Regions from separate parts of the Columba livia genome. Here region 2 is linked to region 1. The links are chromatin contacts, called in public Hi-C maps. All regions are on one chromosome and are shown on one strand. The core of a region is the stretch at or near the end of the contact, and the rest is flanking DNA. Distances in the headings are between cores, read along the strand shown. Region 1 has its middle 8.0 kb from the start of SMC3. Region 2 overlaps ADD3 (adducin 3).

What was found. Hi-C and Micro-C count contacts between places; a contact is called where the count stands out from the background.
Region 2: a Hi-C map of liver shows a contact between it and region 1, with 4 times the contacts expected there. The contact joins two enhancer-like sites. A contact is called at or near these places in 2 of 2 Hi-C or Micro-C datasets (crop and liver).

Annotation. Positions count from the first base shown.
Region 1 is chr6:11,106,991-11,113,558 of bColLiv1.pat.W.v2, forward strand. No RefSeq gene overlaps it. Among named protein-coding and RNA genes, the nearest start is that of SMC3, 8.0 kb to the left of the region's middle. Within about 2 kb of position 2,826, at least 2 of the 3 cell types and tissues checked have an H3K27ac peak away from gene starts, as active enhancers do.
Region 2 is chr6:11,321,476-11,328,043 of bColLiv1.pat.W.v2, forward strand. ADD3 (adducin 3) reads right to left here. Exons shown (of 16, transcript XM_021295861.2): 16 at 5,481-6,568. Among named protein-coding and RNA genes, the nearest start is that of MXI1, 19 kb to the left of the region's middle. Within about 2 kb of position 2,311, at least 2 of the 3 cell types and tissues checked have an H3K27ac peak away from gene starts, as active enhancers do.

The DNA of each region.
Region 1 (6,568 bases), core at 1,576-4,075:
AGAGCCCTTGCACCAGTGGCTGCCCCAGCAGTGAGGGTGGCAGCCACCAGCACCCTTGGCTTTGGTGGATGCTGCCCCGGAGCCGGGCTGGGTTGGCAACAGCTCACCCGCATCAGGCCAGGTGGGTGGCTGCTTTTGGGGACTGCATCACATGCCGGGGGGGTGGAAGCACCTGCCACTCACAGCCCTGGGAGGACAGGATCAACTGGTTGTCGTAAAAATAAATCATAAGTGAGGGTGACCTCTGGAGAGCTTCCTAATGCAAACTCTAGATGAAAAACCTCCAGCTCAGGCAGCAGTACGAGCCTGGGAGATCAGGAGGTGAATTAAAACCAGTCAATTTTACTTCCAAAGAATCTCTTCATGTTCAAGAGAGCAGTAAATGCGATCTTGGCAGTAAGAGAGCCACTCAGACATAAATATATACATCCCATCTGCCGGACTGGCTGCTCACTCCAAAGCTGCATCTGCAGAAAAACTGATTATTTGCTGTTGTGAAAGAGTGGGTGAGGGACCGAGGGGAAGTGGCAGTGCCTGCCCAGGCCCCAGAGGTGTTGCTGGTTGGATGATATCATTGACCAAATGGATATTTTGCAACCAGTTCCCAGCAGTGCCAGGACACAGACTAACCGAGAGCCACAGAGACTCCCTGTGGGAACTGGTGGGTGGATGCAGAGAAGTGGCCAAACGCCTGCGCTGGGCACACGTGGTGTGGTGAGCCAGGCTGTGGGGCCAGGGGCAGAAAGAGCCCGCCTGGGTCTGTGACCCATGCCACCTCATTTCAGGGCAGCTTTTTCAGTCTTTGTGGCCAATATGAACAAAATTATGTTGACAGAGATGCCAGACTAGACATCTGATTTGCACAGAGCATTCTGAAATACCGAAAAATCCCTTTCCTCCTGCCTCTACTGCTCATTAGCACCTGGAAGGAGACAGCCGCAGTAAATTTGTAATTAGATTAGAACACAAATAATTATTTTGGCTGACCACATCCATCCAACAAAGTAATACACATCCAAACTGATGAACCACATCACAATCACATTGCCTGGATTTTACTCTCAATTTGAGCCACCCGTCTGCAGCCTCCGGACCCACAAGCAAATGTGATTTTTCTAGCTCTGGCACCAACACCAGCCCCAGGAAAAAGCAGATTCCTTTCCACGGGGCATTTTCACACTAAGGCAGGTGAGTTGCTGGCCTTACGGCATCTGACCAACGTTCACAAGCTGCAGAAACTTCACCTGACACCGGGTGGCCTCCTCTAAGTGTGAAATTTCCTCCTGTCCTTTGAAGATCAAAAGAAAGCAAAGATAACTTCCAGCTTTATCATGGTAACTAAGACCACTACCCCAGAGATTATCTCCGACCAACCTCCCCCCCAGTTTTAACACTCAGCATCATTTCTCAGGCTGTTCCCAGGCTGAGCCCAGGGACAGCAGGACATCCTTCTCCTATCACACCCAGCCTGGCAGGCTTCACCGCTGCAGCTTTTCGCAGTTTGGTCCAGATAACAGGCATCTTTTTTTTTTTTTTAATCTTTTTCAGCCCCCCAAAGAGGTGTCTTGCTGTTTATTCTACCTGATCTCCCTTTGTCCCAGCCTGCTGTGCCTGCTGTCTCCCCTCGTGTCCTCAGCTCCCTCCTGTAGGGGGGCTGGAAGGGAAGGAAATGGAAAGACAAACCGAGAAACCAAGATGGGAACACTGCCTGAAGCCTCTTGGCAGCCTCCCCTGATGTCTGCAGACATCCTCCACTTGTCCCCATGACCTTTCCCCAGGATCCCCCAAACCCAAGCACCGAGCAGGGCAGTAGTTGGTTATGCAGAACCCTTCTCCTTACCCAGTCCTCCCCATACACACGGCTGAGGCGTATCCCTGTCAGATGTCACATTCAGGTCCAGAAAATCTCCTTGCAGCTGCGTTTGGTAATTAGAATTGCCAGAAGCCACTTTAGCACTTAGTAGCACAGGGAACCCTCCCCTTCTCCCCACTGGTGGCCCCTGATCCATCCTCTCAAGCATATCCGCCTGAGTATGTCACGCTGGCTGCCAGAAAACCAGCTGCTCTTCACAGCTGGATTTAGTAAACTGAACCATATCAATGCTTTAGCTCTCGGTAGCACATGGTTTTCTTGCCACCCACCCAGGGCTCCCATCGCCTGCTTCCTGCCAGAGCGGCTGCTCCAGTGCACCATGGTTGTCTGAAACACTGTCTGATTGGTTTTGTTTTTATAACTAAATAAAACGTTATAGGCTGGGGGGAGAAAAAATAAAACACCACACAAAAAAACCACACCAAAACTAAACACACACCTAAAAACTCTCTTGTAATAGGGAACATATGGGCCTACAAGCACAGTACAATAAATGCATCATGTTAATGAGGTTTTGTGCTTAGGACAGCCTTTGTCCATGGGTCTAATTTGCATTGCAAACATATGAAAAAAGCCTTTCTCAGAATGAGATTGATGTCATTATCCCTGATGCAAGGCAGGATGCAAAAACATATGGATAAGCCTACAAGAAACATTTGGAGAGAAATTCAGGTCCACTCTAGCAGCAAAATGCTTCTTGTGTGAGCAAAGCCACATCAGCAAAACTTTGCTTTGTACCAACAGAGCAGAAACATCCTCTGTGGGAGAAATGATCTGTGCTGCGGAAAACACAGTTTTGCTGCTACAGTTCTTTTCTATATATTCTCAGGGGATCCCTCTGGTCAGCTCGGTCAGTCCAGCTCTCACTCACTTCCTTTATGCTTTTGACAAATGTGACTGTGCCAGCAGGAGTGCAGCTGCATCACTTGCCCTGAAAGCCAAGGGCAGAGCCCACAATCGATCCCAGGCTGCCTGACCCCCTGGTCCCTCCATTAGCCACAGTAATTACTAGGGGCAACACGGACATTGCTAGGGAGGCCATGGGTTGAAAGCATCTCTAGGAGACGAATGCACACAGTTCTTCTCCGTTCCTGTTAGAAATCTGCCTAATCTTGGCCAGCCTCTCAGGGCCCAGCCGGATGGCAGTTAATGGTCATGCTGGAATTCGTGTCAATTGATTTTCCAGTTAACTTGACTTAACATGATTGGAGGCATCGGAGCAGAGAGGACATACCCGTTGTTCCAGTTTGAGTCCTGCAGACCTCATATTCCATTTCAATGCAGCGTCAAGTCTAGTTCCAATTAGAAGAAATGATTCCTTAGAAGATTTTATGCAAAGATTCATCCAGGCCCTGATCCGAAGCCCATTGCATTCAGGAACTGTCCTCCCCACTGAAGGCAATAGGCTTTGGATCAGGGCCTGGAGGCAGCTTGCAATGTATGGACAATTTAATAACCAGAGATGACTCACTATCAGACTCTGTCTACTTTACAAAGGAGTCTCAGAAATGGAGTATCTGTGTGACAGAAATAAAACACTATTCTGACACACAAGAGAGCCAATGAAAAACCCCTTTATCGCTTCACTTGAGAGACTTAAGTCTTGTCTGATGAACGCTTACTCATGTGAGTAACTTTACTAACATGAGCAGCTCAGCAAAACCAAGTCTGGAAAAATGGTTATGCCAAAGGGGTTTGAGGTCTTTATCAGTCTGCCTGTCATTTTTGAGCATCTAACAGACCCAGCAGATCAGGCACCTTCATGTGCTTCCTGTCCTGAAATCCTGTGACTGCAGTGAGCCTGGTCCTGGGTGGGGACCTGCGTGTCACGTAGCTGTAGGATTTACGCTGTGGGTGCTTCCCACTTGTTCTCACATACAGCACATCCAATGGTTCCCATGGATCCCATGCAAGCTTTTCTCCTAGAGGTGCTTTCCATGGGTGGTCTCCCTAGCATGGGTCCTATCCTGGTGTGCCAAGAAAAATCCTTGACAGATACATGAGAGCCCCACAGCAGTGCTATCCCTTTGGGGCTTTGTGTTTCTTTCTCCCTTTCTATCTACCATGGTCATTTCTGGTCCTGAATTACTGGCTTTCTGGGTTGGTTTGGTGTTTGTGCAGCTCTCAGCACAACAGGTCTTGCTAGGGTTCCCAGGAGCTACAAATAACTTCCATGAGGTAGACTAGTACTTGAAAGGGATATTTAGGGGCCATAAATCCTCTTAAATAACTAGACAATGCTGGAAGAAGTGCTGAGCATTTCAGCTCTAACCACAGAAGCCATTTCTCGTGATAATCTTTACATTCCCTGCAAGTGTTCATAGGCAGGACACATAGGGATGCAGCACTGCTGCTAACAGAAAAATGAACCCATTTGGTAAGCCTTATTTAGATGTCAGAGTACTTTGAATTTTGAAGCTGAAATAAACAGATTGAAATGACCCCAGAGTTTATAATGCAACAGTAAAACAAAGTAGGACTTCACAGCTGAGGCCCCAGTGTTGGTACTTAATTTGATTTTCTCTGATGACTCAACCTATTTCACAAGCTATTTTCATATTCCTTATTTAGAGAAGTTACTCACGTCTCGGTAAAAGCCTACGATGTGATAAAGCCAAGGAACCGTAATGTGTGGCACTGGTAACACCTCCCACGCCAAAAAAAATCCTACTTCCATATTTATGTGGCTCTGCAAATTGATTCCTGTCTTTGTCTCCCCAGAGAGTGAGCTGGCAGCGTGTCTCCTCTCCAATTAGCATGAAGCCGTGAAAAATGGAGATGTAGGGTCAAATTCACCACACCTGGAGCCTCGCTTACTTTTGCCGTGTTACAGGCACAGTTGGATCTTTGACTTCCTGGTAAGGCAAGTGTTGGTTTTAGCACACAAATAACAACGCCTGCAGAATACCTTCTTCATTCAGGCTTTGTCTTCTGAAAAAAAGAAACTTGCTACCAGAAGGCAAGAAGCTAAGAACTACCTACCTAGTGTTGCTCAGGAGCCAGGGATGGGCATCTCAGTATAAACTCCCCATGAAGCAGGTGAATTTTACCTGGGTTTTACTGGTCAGGATGTAATTTCTACCTTTTGGAAAGTCCTTTAATCAGAGAAGCAGGAGAAGATATTGTAACCAGCATAGGCTGCAGATCGCACTAGTGAATGACTAAAAGAACACAAAGGGACACTTAAGGACAACACCCACCCATCCACCCCCAACTCAGATCACTTCACAATCTGATTTGCAGTCATGTAAAGATATGTATTTCTTGTGGCAGTTTTTTTTTGAGGAATTTGTTTGTCTTGGAGGCTGAAAGGAAAGGCAGCCTGAGCAAAGCAGAGACCAACTGAGCAGCAGTGCTCACTCTTGCAACACAACCATGCTCTTCATAAGCCTAAGAGCATGGGACCAAAAGCTTATGTGGCACAAGCCCTCTTCAGTCCCACACCAGGATCTGAAGCAGCTTCTGACACTGGGGAGTACAGAACATAAGTGTGTCAATGGTGAGAGATGCTTACGTTCCAGCACAGTCCTGAACAAGCACTTCCAAGGGCAGCAGAACCTGCAAAATCCCCTTTTCTGTGACATTTCCTTTCATCTTCTTTGGACTCAGGTATCATAAAGGATAAGCTCTAATCAAAGCTTTGCCTAAGGGTACAACATTCCTGGCATCTTTCCCTCACTTGCTTTTTCTGATGTCTGAAAGCTTCGTACCATAGCTTTCCCCTTGCTGTTACAGCTATGTGTGTCTCTGTTTTCCATCACATCTTTGTTTTTGACATCCCTGTTCCTCTGCCAGGCACATTGAACCAGCCAGTTCAGCCTCTGTCAATGTCAGCCGCCATCCTTCAGCACTGACATATCCAACTCACCTGCGTGATCTGAACTTCCATTTCCTAGGACTGACCTACCCAGAACCAAGACCATCTGGTCTAAGTCTTCCAGGCTGTCCAATCTCATGAATTTGCTCAGCACACAAGCCACAAAACACTGTTGGAGCTCTTTCTCTCACTAAGGACGGAGGCAGCTGTTTTCTGCTCGTATCTGGAAGCAGAGAATTAGGGTTCCTACCCTGTCCATGCAGGTTCAAAATCATACATCACATCCCCCAGTTAAGTGCCATCCTGATTTGTCACACTCACCTTCACTCATTGGTGCTTGGGTCCTCAGTTCCACCCTGCCCGTTGAAGCAGCACGGGCAGGGAGGGACAAGAGCACATACTCTCACTCCAGAGCCCTGCAGTCAGATGGCTGTGATGTCCTCTCAGAGAGGTGAGATCTGCCAAACTGGCCAAGGGAAGAGCTGAGCAGGGGTCAGAAATCTTACATTAGCACTAGAACAGCAAAGCATGAACAGGCACAAGAGCATGTCCCTCTAGGAGGCAGCATTTACATCCCAGTGCCCTGGATGTCAGGGTGTCCTCCTGCAGGGAGGAGACGTGGGTTGGGACCAGCCAAGCAAAGGGAACCATGCCCTGGGCAGGAGAACAAGCCTCAGGCTCCTGTGCCCAGGCATGAATTACAGCCCCACTTCAGGCTCCCACAGGGCTCTGATCCTCCATCCTTGCTGCATCCCAGCCCAGCATCTCTCTCTGCCAACACTATCCACCAACACACTGTGCTAAAGGCCAGGATCAGAGTCCCTCTCCAAAACCAGAGCAGCTGCCTTCTCTCCCTGCTAAATACCTGGTCCTCCGCC
Region 2 (6,568 bases), core at 1,061-3,560, 210 kb after region 1:
CACCACACAATTGCCTGTCCGGCTGATGCACATGCAACCAACCGCACCTTAATTGCATTTATTTTCCAGTTTTATCAAGGCACTGTCTGCAGTTTCTCTTCACTCAAGTTTGATGTTTGGAGTTGGTGTCAAAGGGAGCAGGTTTTGTGCTCCAGGAGCCTGCAGGCAGATGGCACCTCAGCACGTGGAGGGACAGGGTGATGGCCTCTGACATGCAGGCAATAGCGAGTCCATCCCACTCCCTCAGGGTAGAGCTGGATTTCTTTATAAAAATATTTTTAAAGCAAGCCAACTTCACAGGCACACACAGCTTGGGACTGAGTTTATACAAGTTTAGTGAAGTTTTGAATGTTTGCAGCGCCTCTGTTACTTTGCTGTTACAACAGAGGGAAAAGAAAGGAGGTGATGTCTCAGCAGCTGCTCTGTCGTACCATGAAGCCATCTGTATGGGGACTCAAAACGTCCCCAAGCCTTAGTGCTGTCATGCCAAGCACCCGCTTGAGAGACACAGGGGCAGGTCCCTGCGCTGCCATTAACATTCAGAGACCCTTAACACGAAGGCATATTCATTAATGGTCAATTAGCTGCTCTCAACACCCTGGAGAAAGAAAACCAGCCATCCGCAGCAACCTCCCTTTCCCCATCCCCACGGGAGCACGGAGGAGTGGGGAAGGGCTTGGAAATTGGGATGTTTACTGAGGAACTCAATCCCCATGAGCTCCTCAAGCACGACAGCCGGTTGCCATGCTGCTTTTCCCCCTGCAGCTCGGGGGTGATTTGGCTCTTGCTGCATCAAGCCAAGGGCTGAACAAGCAACTTGTTCTTCTGTGGTTCCCCCGGGCACTGGTGAGTGTGCTCAACCCTTTGAGAGAAATCAGGCTGTTAATTCAAGAACATCATTTGAGGCAATGTTTGAACTTTCCATACCTTTGGGAGGAGAAGGATCAGCCTGTTCTTGATGAGAAGGTCAGGGAGCAGCCAGCAGCTGACGTGCCAAAGGTCAAAACCAGAACTAGCCAGCAGAATCTGCTGGGGAGCAGATGGCTCCTGTTTAAAGCTGTGCTGGGGACAACACTGCCACCCCAGAGCATTTCACTTATTCCTTACAGAGTTCAACTACTTGCTGTCCTGATAACCCAAAGCACAAGTTTTGTTTTTTTCAAATTAGAAGTTTGCAAAAGCTACAGCAGCATCCAGAGACATGCAGTCACACCAATCTATTGCTGCAAATGCAAAATGAAAGGCTCCTGGAAATTACAACACTGATGTAGGCAAGACAGAAAAGTGCAGGATCCTTCAGCACTGATGGGGACAGGGTATCTCCCCTTGGAGAGATGGGGAGCCCTGGGAAGGGTCTTCAGCAGCCCCTCACTCCTCTGTCTGGGGGAGGTGAGGGGCCTGGCAGCTCTGGCACAGCTGGGAACATACAAATGTTGACCAGAGATAGGAAGGAGAAGCTAGAAAAGGTCAGGAAAGGAACATCAAAAAGGAAGTTCTGCTAAACACGTGCTGCAAATGTTTTCAGCTGTCACTTCTTTTTTTCCCCCCCTTTACGTGCTTCATTTACAGGCAGTTCCCAGATAAGAAACACATGGAGAACACCTTCCACTTTCTCAAAGTCAAATGTGTCTTTTTCATTCTTGGAGACAATTCGGAGCATCTGTCCCTTCAACCACCATATATGAGAGATATAATACACTAATATATCAATATTATGTAACTATAATGTATATTTTAAAATATATAATAATGTATCTATCTCCATCCTCTCCCCCTTTTCTCTGATTCTCTGTGCACAACAGTTAACAGCACAAACAGCTGAGTCTTTCCATTCTCAAGTTTGACTAATCCAGAAAAACAACTGTAGCAAATCAGGACAAAGGTCCAACTTGTCCAATATCCTGTTTTCCACAAAAATTAAGGGAAGGCACTTGAAGAAAAGAATAAAAACAGGGTGAGCGTGCAGTGATGTTTCCAAGACCTTGCCCTCAGCCTCCAGCAATGTGCAGTTCAGAGACCAAGATGCCAAGTGTGCCTTTGGTAGAATTTCCCTGCTGAAGAGCAAGCGGACACAAAGGGGTTGGCAGTAGCAGAGCACCCCGTTCCCTTTTAAAGAGTTATGAAAATGTAGTACAACTCACCAAACTGTCTCAGTTGAACTTCCAAATCAGCAGGTTTTTCTAATGTTTTAAAGTATCCTTCTTCACTGTAGACCTTACCAGAGACACAGGTGCTATGACTCCTAGCTCTCCACTCACACCCCTGCAGCTCACCCGAGGGGCAGATCAGAGAGACCCTGCCCTGACCCTGAGACACCTGAAGCTCTGCAGCTCATCAGCCCTGTCCTTGTCCCCCAGACCTTCCATCGGGGTCTCCTGCCTTTTCTGCCCCCATCATCCAGGGATGCTGAGAGTTCTCTGGCCTGTGGGCAAGGTTGCTGGAGAAAATACTGAACATACCGATATGCTTCTGCTCAGTGGAGCGAGCTTACAAGTGAAAAAAAAAATAAAATATTCTTAGCTGGTTGCAGCAGTGTGAGCGGATCGAGGGGAGCGGAGGAGTCTTGCCTCCCGGACACAGCCTGCTCCATTGCTGGATTTTGAAATGAATCAATAAAGAAAAAGAGTCCAACAGCCAGATGTCTGCTTTCATCTTGCTGCGCTGGAACTGGAACAAAGCCCACAAAATCTCCACCAAAATACTTTCTTTGAAAGCTCTTTGTTAATGGCTTTCTGACTGCAGGGAATGAAGGCAGCAAACGCGAAGGTCTGATGCCATCTAATGGCCGCTTCCATTTTTACCGCTCACAGGCTGTGTCTGTCTTTGGGACTCCCAACCACAATTGCAGAGTGCGAACTCTTAAATTTACGTTGCTCCCTGCAGACACAGAAAGAAGAAAGGCACAACCAGTTGTAAAGGGACTTTGAGAACGCATCTAAGGAAATATTTTCTCTCCCTGGCTCAGCATAATTGCCCTGTGTAGCTCCCACCACTGATGAGGTATCAGGGTTAAATACCTACACAGATGATATCAGAGCCAGGATGGAGACATTATCTGTGATCAGGTTTGCCCTCCAGTTCTCATCATCAGGCTTTATTCTGTTTTTCTTACAAGTTGATCACACTTGACTGAAACTTCCCATGCTGTGTGCTGGTCCAAGTGAAAACTGCTTGGGTGTGTTTGCACATACTATCGGCATGCATAGAATATAAAGCTAATGTAATCAAACACTTCCATAGAACAAGGCTGTAGAAAAACACAAGTTTCTCCACATTACATTCTGGCAATCTTATCTTCTAGAACCCTAAATTGCTGCTGTCTTCACAACTGAGATTAGAAATTGTGGCAAAGGGATGAGTAACCTTTATATAAGGGATGTGCTTTCTGCTGTTCCTTTAAGAGTCTGTGTAAGCTCAGCAAATCTTCAAGTCTCTAAAAATAGGAGTTTATACAGGCTCTGTGACAGCTAAAATGTCAGAAGCGCCCATCTGCACTGATCGCCCCCCTGCCCTTCCCCGCCGGCTGCTCGTGCCGTCTGAGCCGCACACAAGGCAGCGCCCGCAGACAGACTGACCGCGCTCCAGCTGGCCGCGCACACATCCCCGGGCAGACTCTAATTAGTGCTTTTCAATGAGTCCTCCACCTCATTTAACATACCGGACCTTTGAAAGAACAAACACGAACGCAGGCAATCACCCTGTGGCGAGGGGATGCATTTCCCCACCAGTCTGCAGGGAGAGGAGGAACATTGGTGCTCATGTCAAAAGTTGCCACCAGACCTGCATGTCTGGACCGGGCCAACACTGGCCCTTTCTCCCCGTCATTGGCTACTTAACAGTACGTTGGATTTGAGAAGCTTCCACAGGCTGAAACAGTGAAAACTCAACAGTCTTGCAAACTGGACTTCCAGAGAATACAAAATCCTCAACTACTGAACACCAGAGAAAACAGCAAGATATGCTACATGCTCAACAGTGGACAATAACTCAGTTGGCAAGGCAGGAAAACATTGGTCAAAATGGCCTATTACAGCCTTCATCAGGACATTCTCCTATCTAAATCAGCATCTAAATCCTGATCTAAAGTATACCTTGTTCTGCAGTTTTCACAAATGGAGCAAAATCTGGTTTGCCATGTAACACTTGCCTCCAGAACAGGTGAGAGCCCATAAAAGAAGTCAGCAGGTGAGCACCTGGATCACAACACAGATTTTAGTACAGCCATACCTACACGAAAGTGGGGTAGAAAGATGCACAACTTCATAAATCCTTTGTTTTCCATTGCAAGGTTCTTGGGTGATAGCTTGCAAGTAACTGCCTCTTCTCTGTATTGCTCTTTCTTGGATTAAGCATCCTAATGGTAATAATTATTTCCTATCGTGTCAATGATCTGTTTTGAAGCTCATCTTTCCAAGGGCTCCCTCTTCCCAAGATTTAAGCCTTAATATATGTTATGCCTGCTATGAACATCTATTTGACTTGCAGAATCTCAGATCCTTCATGTTAACACTTGAAAGAGTCAGATCTAAGTGAAAACAAAGGGTCTGCTGTGGTTCATACGCTCTTGCGAACAGAGTTCAAAGCAGAAAACTATAGATGCACTTAACCTCACAGTGTCAGCCCCTCCGTGTTCATCGAGTGTCCGCTTCCATGTTAGTGCAGCACTAAGCAGACTGATTCTGGACACAAACGATAGAAAGAAAATTACTTGAACCTTGGTTGAGATTTATTGAAAATGCTGAACCAAAATTGTCCTCCCACACAGGGACTGAGTTCATGGAACTGTCTCCAGACTCGGAGGGCTGGATTTTGACTTTCTTGTAAACAGAAACAAAAGGCTGATTTACAGGAAGACAATGAAAATAAACATTTGTGAAGTCCTTAAAGACATTTCACAGAGTTGATATAGCTATAAAAACACAACACTGCAACTTCTGCAGCCTCAGAGACTCCGAGATACACCATATGCTGGCAGAGCATGACACAGATGTCTTCCAATAACTTTGCATTAAAAGCCTTCTCTACAAAATAACTTTGTTTTCATTAATAGAATTAAAAATAGTGATTTCCACAAGCTATTTTCCTGCTCTGTACTTACACAGACCTTAAACCATGCAAGTCCCACATCTCGGGCCATCACACGTAAACCCACGCTGCAGAGCAGAACACACAACCCAAGGAGCCGGGAAAGCAGCCGCGGTGAGGAAACCCTGCGGCATGGAGGCAAAACAACCGCCTGACAGTGCCGCCTGTTTTACCACAGGCCCGTCCTCGTTCATCTCCGGGATCTGTGACACAGAAAACAATTGTTCTCTAATAAGATCAGATTACTTTCTTGCATAGCTTTCAGAATAAGCATAAGCAAGAATCCATCTTCAGAATAAACTCTTGAGAAGTAACACGCATAATCAAAGCATCTTTTCTACAAGCGAGAGACTCAAGAGCACTGTTACAAACAAAAGGCTGCTACACAAAATCTATCTATTTAAAATACTGTTTATTTGTGATTTAACATTAATTAGCATTACATCTATGAGCAATTTCAGATAACATTTATATATTTTCCACAGGACACAAGAGTTGGCTGGCTCATTCTTTATGCCAAAGCAAGTAAATAGAGGCATTAGCAAAAGGTGCAAATAGTTCACGGTTGCATTTTAAAAAATATTTATGCACATTGCATTCATTTAGATATATTTTTTAAAAAGTTATGAAAAGCGTAGTTCACAGGTTACTGTTTCTACATATGTTGTAATACAACACAAATAATGTAGAACATAAAAAACAAAGTAAGCAACTGAAAGTTTCCACTATGATTAAAAACACTGATTCCAGTATTTAGTGATAGCTAGAAAATTGTTTCCAGGATCCATTCCAACATTGCATTATCACACTGACACGGTCAAAGCTAACCAGCCCCCAAACATGCTATAATCAACATTTTTGCATGCCAAACCACTCTCCAGCCATATTTAACAATTATATATTGTATAATATTTCAACCAGCAATTTGGGAATCACATGGATCTTTAAAATGTACTTCCTATTGCAATGACTGATTTACAGACAGTTTGACACAGCGAAGAAAACCCTATGTAAAGTTCTATGTTTAGTTTGTATTTACAATACAGTAAAAGTACTAAAATGACAATATCAGTAAAAATGAGTAAGTGGCGGTACCGCCCTTACCCGTGGCACTAGGCTCTGATTTGCTCTGGGTTCATCCAAAGGACAACACAGATTCACGAGACCCTTTTACAATCCAAATGAAAGCGAAGGAAAAAACCCAAAGTGTTGCACTCTGTATGAATCCATACAAATTATTTAAAATGTCTAACATGGAAATGTCACTTTGCTGATTTAATAAAAATACCCCACAATCCATATCATATATTTAAAAAAAATAATCAAACTTTTACTTTCTTTGTCTCCTCCTATTTTCTTACTATTTCACTTTCCCTTTTAACAGTTTTGTTTCCTTCATTTGGTTAAGAGATTATTTTTCTTCATTCATTAGCAATACCATGAGAGAAAAAGAAAACAAACCACAAGTAATTTTTAAACATGA